Linked DNA regions of Mus musculus: region 2 is linked to region 1. Evidence: chromatin contacts called from public ChIA-PET data. All regions are on one chromosome and are shown on one strand. The core of a region is the stretch at or near the end of the contact, and the rest is flanking DNA. Distances in the headings are between cores, read along the strand shown.

The links. ChIA-PET counts read pairs in DNA pulled down with a chosen protein or histone mark.
Region 2: a contact with region 1 is called in an RNA polymerase II ChIA-PET map of memory CD8 T cells, with 10 read pairs. The contact joins two enhancer-like sites. A contact is called at or near these places in 1 of 484 Hi-C or Micro-C datasets (embryonic stem cells) and 1 of 115 datasets of contacts at active chromatin or transcription factors (memory CD8 T cells).

The regions. Positions count from the first base shown.
Region 1 is chr6:126,809,622-126,813,071 of GRCm38.p6, forward strand. It overlaps the pseudogene Gm29788. Among named protein-coding and RNA genes, the nearest start is that of 1700018A23Rik, 11 kb to the right of the region's middle. Within about 2 kb of position 2,065, at least 25 of the 459 cell types and tissues checked have an H3K27ac peak or open chromatin away from gene starts, as enhancers often do. A contact at or near this core is called in memory CD8 T cells, where this site is marked.
Region 2 is chr6:127,264,887-127,268,322 of GRCm38.p6, forward strand. No RefSeq gene overlaps it. Among named protein-coding and RNA genes, the nearest start is that of Gm38404, 41 kb to the right of the region's middle. Within about 2 kb of position 1,400, at least 175 of the 459 cell types and tissues checked have an H3K27ac peak or open chromatin away from gene starts, as enhancers often do. A contact at or near this core is called in memory CD8 T cells, where this site is marked.

The DNA.
Region 1 (3,450 bases), core at 815-3,314:
CAATGAGATTCATCTCACAACCAATAAGTTAATAGCTCAACACACACACAATAACGTGTTGGCGAATATGTGGACAAATCCCAGGAGCCTGGGATTACCCATCATTGGTGGCATGCTTTTGTACATTCACAAGGCCCTGGGTTCAACGCCCAAACCAGACCTGGCTTCTGCCAGGCAGGGTGGTCCGCCCCAGTAATCACCAACTCTTGGAGGCAGAGATCTATGTAGCTCAGAACATAACGCCTTGATTTCCTGGTTCTCCTTCAAAAACAAAAGGCAAGCAACAAGAATCTGCTCAACCCTGTGGGACAGAATATAACTAATTATGTAGCCCCATTTAGGAAACAGGCGGGCAGGCCCTCAAAAGGCTAAAAACAGAGTTACCATACAACACAGCAACTCTGCTACAACGTCTACAAAATGAAGACCTCCATTTGTTCTCATATGGCCTTGCACAGGAAACAACCCTCCTTGAGACCACACCCATGCTTTGGGGTGTGTCTCGGTTGCCTCTTTCCCCCTTAACCTTCATGTTTGTGTATTAGTACGTGTATATCAAACCCTAACTCCAATTCATTAAAAGGCAAAACATAAGGCCAGGCGTGGTGGTGCACACCTTTAATCCCTGCACTTGGGAGATAGAGGCAGGCGGATTTCTGAGTTCAAGGCCAGCCTGGTCTACAGCATGAGTTCCAGGAGAGCCAGGGCTACACAGAGAAACCCTGTCTCGAAAAAAACAAATAATAATAATAATAACAATAACAAATAAAATAAAAGGCAAAACATGACAGCGTTATTCACAGTAGCCCAGACCTGAAAACAAGGAACCAGCCATCAGCTAATGACTAAAGGGTAACCGCCACATATCAATATAAAAGGGTACTCCCTGGCATCACGGGTGTCAAGGATGCTGCGGTTACAGGGCAACTAGTTACTGAAGAACACGTTGCGAACCAACTCGAGGAATAAGTCCTGGGCCTCTCTCTGCTGAGCCTCTGAGAGCCCCTTGTCCCATTGCTGGAAGTGTGTGTTCTTCCCCCAGCCTTGAGCAGGCTGCCTCAAACCTAGCTTGCCACAGCCAGCTAGCCCATCTAGGGTGGAGTCTTCCAACCTAGGTAAAGTCTATTGTCCTGCCACATCTGTGGTTTCCTCCAAGATGCCACTACTGCTGAGAGACTGAACCTGTCTTCCTGATGTGATCCTGACAAAGCAATGAGATGCTGGCCTGGTGGGGGATGGGTGGTCCCCACCCCTTTATAAGCTCACACTCATAAGTCAACATTGGCCTTGATCAGAGAACTTTGTCTTGGCTCCTTATTTCTCTCGAAGCCTTTCCCATCCAAACCCCCATCTTTGCTTTCAGGAACTCAGTACCCCGTGGTCGCTGGCAGCTACACGAGTGCACTGCGAATCCCACAAATCTCTTGAAACCTCAAAGATCAACCCCTGAGACACAGCTCCTCCAACAGCAGCGCTACAGCCTCCAATCCCTCCCAAATAGTTCCACCAACTGGTAACAAGATACTCAAAACCCTATTTGAGCCATTAGTATTCAAAGTGCTATAATCACTACCACCAACATCCCTAGATGTCACAACCATAAGCGTATTAATGAAATAATTTGTAGTGATTGATAGGTTAATTATGGTAACTCTGGTCTATAGATTAGACCACCACAGGCATCCAGAGAGTGCTGGAAAGGGTATGGGTTGTTTAAGAAATTAAGTTCATTACTCACTAGTTAGGGAAACTAAAGCAATTTAGTTTACCTCTCTGAACTATTTTTCTTATCTATAAAATGAGAGTTTATAACACCGACTAGGATTTGGGATATAGCTCAGTGGTTTGTGTTTGCCTAGCATGGGCAAGGGCCTAGGTTGGAGCCCTAGTGCTACAATAAACAGGCAAACAAGCTAGGCACAGTGAGGTTTTCCCTGAATCCTGGCACTCGAGAGGCTGAGGCAGGATGACTGCCACAAGTTCGGGGTTATCTGGGACTATACAGTGAAACCTTGTTTTCAAAAAGTGAAACAAATCAACCATTTCCTCTGCAGTGTGGTTATGAGGTGCGAGCCAACCTTGTCAAAGGCTCGGCACATTCAGGAAACATAAGATATTGTCATCACTGTGGTTTTATGTTTTTTAAAAAAGAAAGACATTCTGAAAGACAAAGTGTTATACAAAAAAGTTGCTTATAAAATTCTGGCTAGGGCTGGGTACCTCAGTGATGGCTGCTTGCTTGTCCTGCACCAGGCCTTGGGCTCTATCCCCACCCCTAAAACAACTGAAAATTAAAAATAGACCAATAATAATGGGAGGTGGAGGAGTTTAAACATGACTTAGGTTCCTGTGCTCTCTAAATAGGAGACCTAACTGACCTAACCACCATCATGGGCCACTTACAGCCCAAATAACATGGGCATTTCAAAATACTGTATTAAGGGATCTGTTACAGGAATCCATGCTGTGCAAGATCTCCGTAAGCGTTTCTAAAAGCCCCTAGAGGCATCTCAGAGTTAGCCCACGTCCCCATTTGAAAAGTCTGTCTACTAAGCACTCTGTCCTCGTAGCGCGGCCTCTTGGGCCTGATGCGTCTGGAACATCCTCAGTGGATTCTTTGGGAGTTTGCCTTTAGACACAGGGTAGCAGGTAGCCTGGGCTGGCCTTGACCTTGATATGTAGTAGAAGCTGATCTTGAGCTACATCTGCATCTACTTTCCTAGAGCTGGGATTATAGGTGTGAGCCACCACTCCCAGTTCTGAAGGTTTGTATTTTATATTCTGTTTGGGGTTTTCCTTTCGTTTAGACTCACAGCTGGCTTGGAACTCACTTTGTAGCCCAGGCTGGCCTCAACCTTCTGACAATCCCCTTGCCTCAGCCTCCCAAGTCCTGAGATTGTTTAAGCATGCTTCTTTGTGCTGTGGTTTCTGGTTTAGGGCAGATAGCCCGCAGACAGTTTTCCTGTATCCCAGAAATAACTTTACTGTTTGTCTGGATTGGTTGCAGGTAGGTATCATAGTGTTGAATTCTGTGTATGGCACAGACATGAGTGTTTGGATGGCTTCAGCCAGGAGAGGAGACACCAGACAGTACAACCCAAGAAGAAATCCTAAGGTATGTATGATTGCCAGTAAGAGGATTCCTCAGCTTAAGGATGCTCCCTCCCACGAAAGTCAAGGGGCTCAGCCATATCCCTCCACCACAGCAACAAAAGAGAAAGGATCTTTGTACAGAACTGGATTGTATCCTAACCGCATGTATTTGTAGACGCTGCAAATTAGGAAATGCAACGGAGCACTCAATATGGTTGATGGGCATTTAATCTCGGAAAGAGGTAAAGTCAGAGAACTCTGCAAGTAATGTTCCAGCACTGAGTGACCATAAGGGAAGAAGCTGGCACAGAGGAAAGGAAAGCATTCTCCTGGACATCAGACCAGTATAGACTGCAG
Region 2 (3,436 bases), core at 150-2,649, 450 kb after region 1:
AGCTGAGCCATTTCTCCAGATCGTCACAGTAGCTCTTGAAGTTGTCAGTACTACTTGAACAACACAAAAGATAGGAGTCTAGAAATCCCTGACATCTAAACGGCGTTGGGTCACCAGTGGACTGAAGATATTAGTACTCATAGCATCCCTTTCCACACTCCCTGAGAGGTTGTCATGAGTGAGAATTGTCATAAAGGCACAGGATCAACAAGACTGAGGTTTCTTGGGGTGTCAACAACAAAGAACGTTGGCTACAGGTGGGGAAAGTACCGTAGTGCCCTTCCACCTGCTATGCCCAAGAAGTGCCCTCAACGGTGGTGGCAGGTGCACCACCTCCAACGTTGCTGTGAAGTTAGGGATGCTCACTAAGCATTTCTTGACTGAGACCCAAGAGACAAGTATGGGAGTTTCACATCGCCCTCTCTCTGTTTCTCTCTCTCTCTCTCTCTCTCTCTCTCTCTCTCTCTCTCTCTCTCTCTCGCCCTTTCGAGGACTTTGGGGTCATCATGCTCTTACCCAAATGGCTGCAAGGTTCCAGTGATTCTGGGAGTAAGTGTGGCTGACTGGGTGCTTGGCTGCTCACGGTGGGCCTCCCAGAGCCTTGTATGGCCATGAACTTTTACCCAGAGAAAGCCCATGTTTAGCTTCAGAATGGTTCCCTGGGGTCAGCCTTTACCGTAGTTCACAGTCCAGCACCCCCTAGGGGTTAATTTTACCACTCTAAGCTAGGAGGGGCTGGAATAGAGGACCACAAGGAGAGGAAGAGAGAGAGAGAGAGAGAGAGAGAGAGAGAGAGAGAGAGAGAGAGAGAGAGAGAGAGAGAAGAAGAAGGAGAAGGAGAAGGAGAAGGAGAAGGAGAAGGAGAAGGAGAAGGAGAAGGAGAAGGAGAAGGAGAAGGAGAAGGAGAAGAGAAGAGAAGAGAAGAGAAAGACAGAGACACAGAGAGTGGAGAGACTGAAAGACAGACAGAGACAGACTCAGAGAAGGGAGAGCTCGCAGGCTTGGGGAAGTGGGATGCTGCTTTTTGCATGAATTTATCTTTTTTTTTTCTTTCGTTTTTTTGGCAAACCACAGACCAGCTACACATTTTTTGGCAGTTTCCTGAGGATAAGCTTCGTATTTTGAGACAGGAAAAAAAAAAAAAAAAGGAAGAGTGGGAGTCTGGGGAAGAAATGAGACAGAAAGTAGTTGTTCGCTCTCCCATGAGCAGACAACACACACACACACACACACACACACACACACACACACACACACACACACACACACACACACACGACTCCTGGCAATAAGGAAGTGAGACTAGATCTTTTTCATGAATGGGGCTCAGCTCAGTCTTGCTGAACTTCCGCTCTCCCATTCACCAGCATTCAAATTTCACCTTCTGACCATCCAAGACAGCTGGCTGCCGGCCCAGGCGCTGGGAGCTGTTTGAGATCATCCTCCTGCCCACAGGAAACTGGGCGCTAACAAGAACCTTCCTTCCTGCGCTGCCGAATCCAAAGTGACCGGGATGTTTCCGGAATACCGACCTGAGGGGCACTGGCCCCTGGACTCCCCGCGCCTCCCCCCCTCCCCAGCCCTTTTCCCCAGGACCTTGCTCATCTCTGAGGAAGCTCAGAAATTCCAGCGCTTCTGCAGGCGACTGTGAAGGACGCTGACTCTCTGGGTCCGTTAATGCCTGCCTTGCAATTAAGCCAGGGGAAATGACAGTCAACATTCTGGAGGGAACACCTCACGGCCCTTCCCATGGGGTGTTGGGGCAGTTCACTGTGCTGTGGCCTGCCAGTGTGCCCCTCCTGTTCATCAGGAGGTAGCAGAGGGTGCCTGGGTTCCTCGAAATTTCCCTGTGGAAATCATTCCAAGGGGTGCCTGTATGTCTATGTAGTGGGAAAGCAAGCTGGAGGGCTTTGTCTTATTTTGCTGGTCCGCAGTTTTCTGCTTGTTGAAGGGACAATCATAAAACACTCCCAGAGCGGAGTTACTGCAAACACTGAATGGCCCAAAGTGAAAGATTCGGTTTCTAAGGCAGAGTGATGCTGGCCGCCAGCAGAGCAGTTGCCACTATTGAGAGAGAATGATGGCTTCCAGCAGCGGTGGGTGTTATAGATTTGTGGCCAGTAGGGGGCGTGCTAGTTACCGTTCTGCTGCTATGACAAAATACCCCGACAAAAGCAATTTAAGGAAGGAAGGAAAGACTTTGGCTCACAGTTGCAGGGTGCAATCCATCAGGGCAGGGGAGTCGGAAGCTTGAGGCAACTGATCACATTGTACCGGCAGAGTCAGAGAGCAGGAAGCCAGATGAACGTTGTGTTTGGCTTGATATCTCCTTTTTATTCAGCCCAGGACCCAGGCCAGGGGACGGTGACACCCATATTCAGGGTGAGTCTTCCCACCTCAATCTAATGAAGAGAGTGGCTCACAGAGCATGAGGCTAGCCCAATCTAGGAAATCCCTCCCAGGTGTGCCTAGAGGCTTGCCTCCTCGGGGAATACAGAGTCTGTCAGGATGACAGTCCTCACAGGATGAAGACAGTGACAGGTAGGGCAGACATGACCCCTGACTTGGAAACAAAGGAAGAAGAAGAGACTGGTAGGGAGAGGTTTTTTTCTCCTTTCCCTGCCTTCTCTTCTGTAGCCCCTTGTAGTGGAAAATGAAAAGGCCACCAGGTTCTTGTCCCCTCCTGAATGCTTAGTTTGTTACACAGACTCCCTGGGCTTCACATCAGATGAGTTGTAGACATTCCAGGAGGCAGGGGCATGGCTGAAAAGACCTCTAGAATTCTTCCCTACTTTCAGACCAGGAGTCTTCCCAAAGGCTGGGGCAGAGAACTGGGGCAGAGAGCTGGGGCACTGCCTTCCTGTGAATGGACTTGGAAGTATCAGGGTCTTTGCTTGGCCATGTGATTCATAGCAAAGGAACGGTGATCACGACACTGTCCTTCTAGGAATGTATTGATGCTGGAGCCATCCTTGTCCACGGGCCCATCTTCAGTACAAAGATGCTAGGAACAGAAACCACTGCTGGGGGGCGGGGTCGGGGGCGGGGTCAGGAGAGGTTGATGGACCTGTCCCCTCCTTTTCCTTCTCCCCTCTCCTCTCCTTTCTTCATTCCTCCTCCTCCTCTCTATCTCTCCCCCTCCTTTTCTCCTACCCTACCTCCCTTCCTCCTTTCCTTCCTTTTCAGGGTCTCCCTTTGTAGAGTCTTGGACTCATGAGCCTTCTACCTCAGCCTCCTGAGTTCCAGAGCTGTCATTGTGAGCCATCATGCCAGCTGGGATTCTCTTTTGAACTGAGTCATATTCAGCTTGCCTCATCCCCCGGGCCCAATGATGACTGGAATCCATTCACTTCCCTCTTTTCCAGCCTCATTCCATACTCTGTTCTCTCCACCTCTCAGAGTGAGAGAGGGAAGAAGTGCTCTGTGACAGACAGAC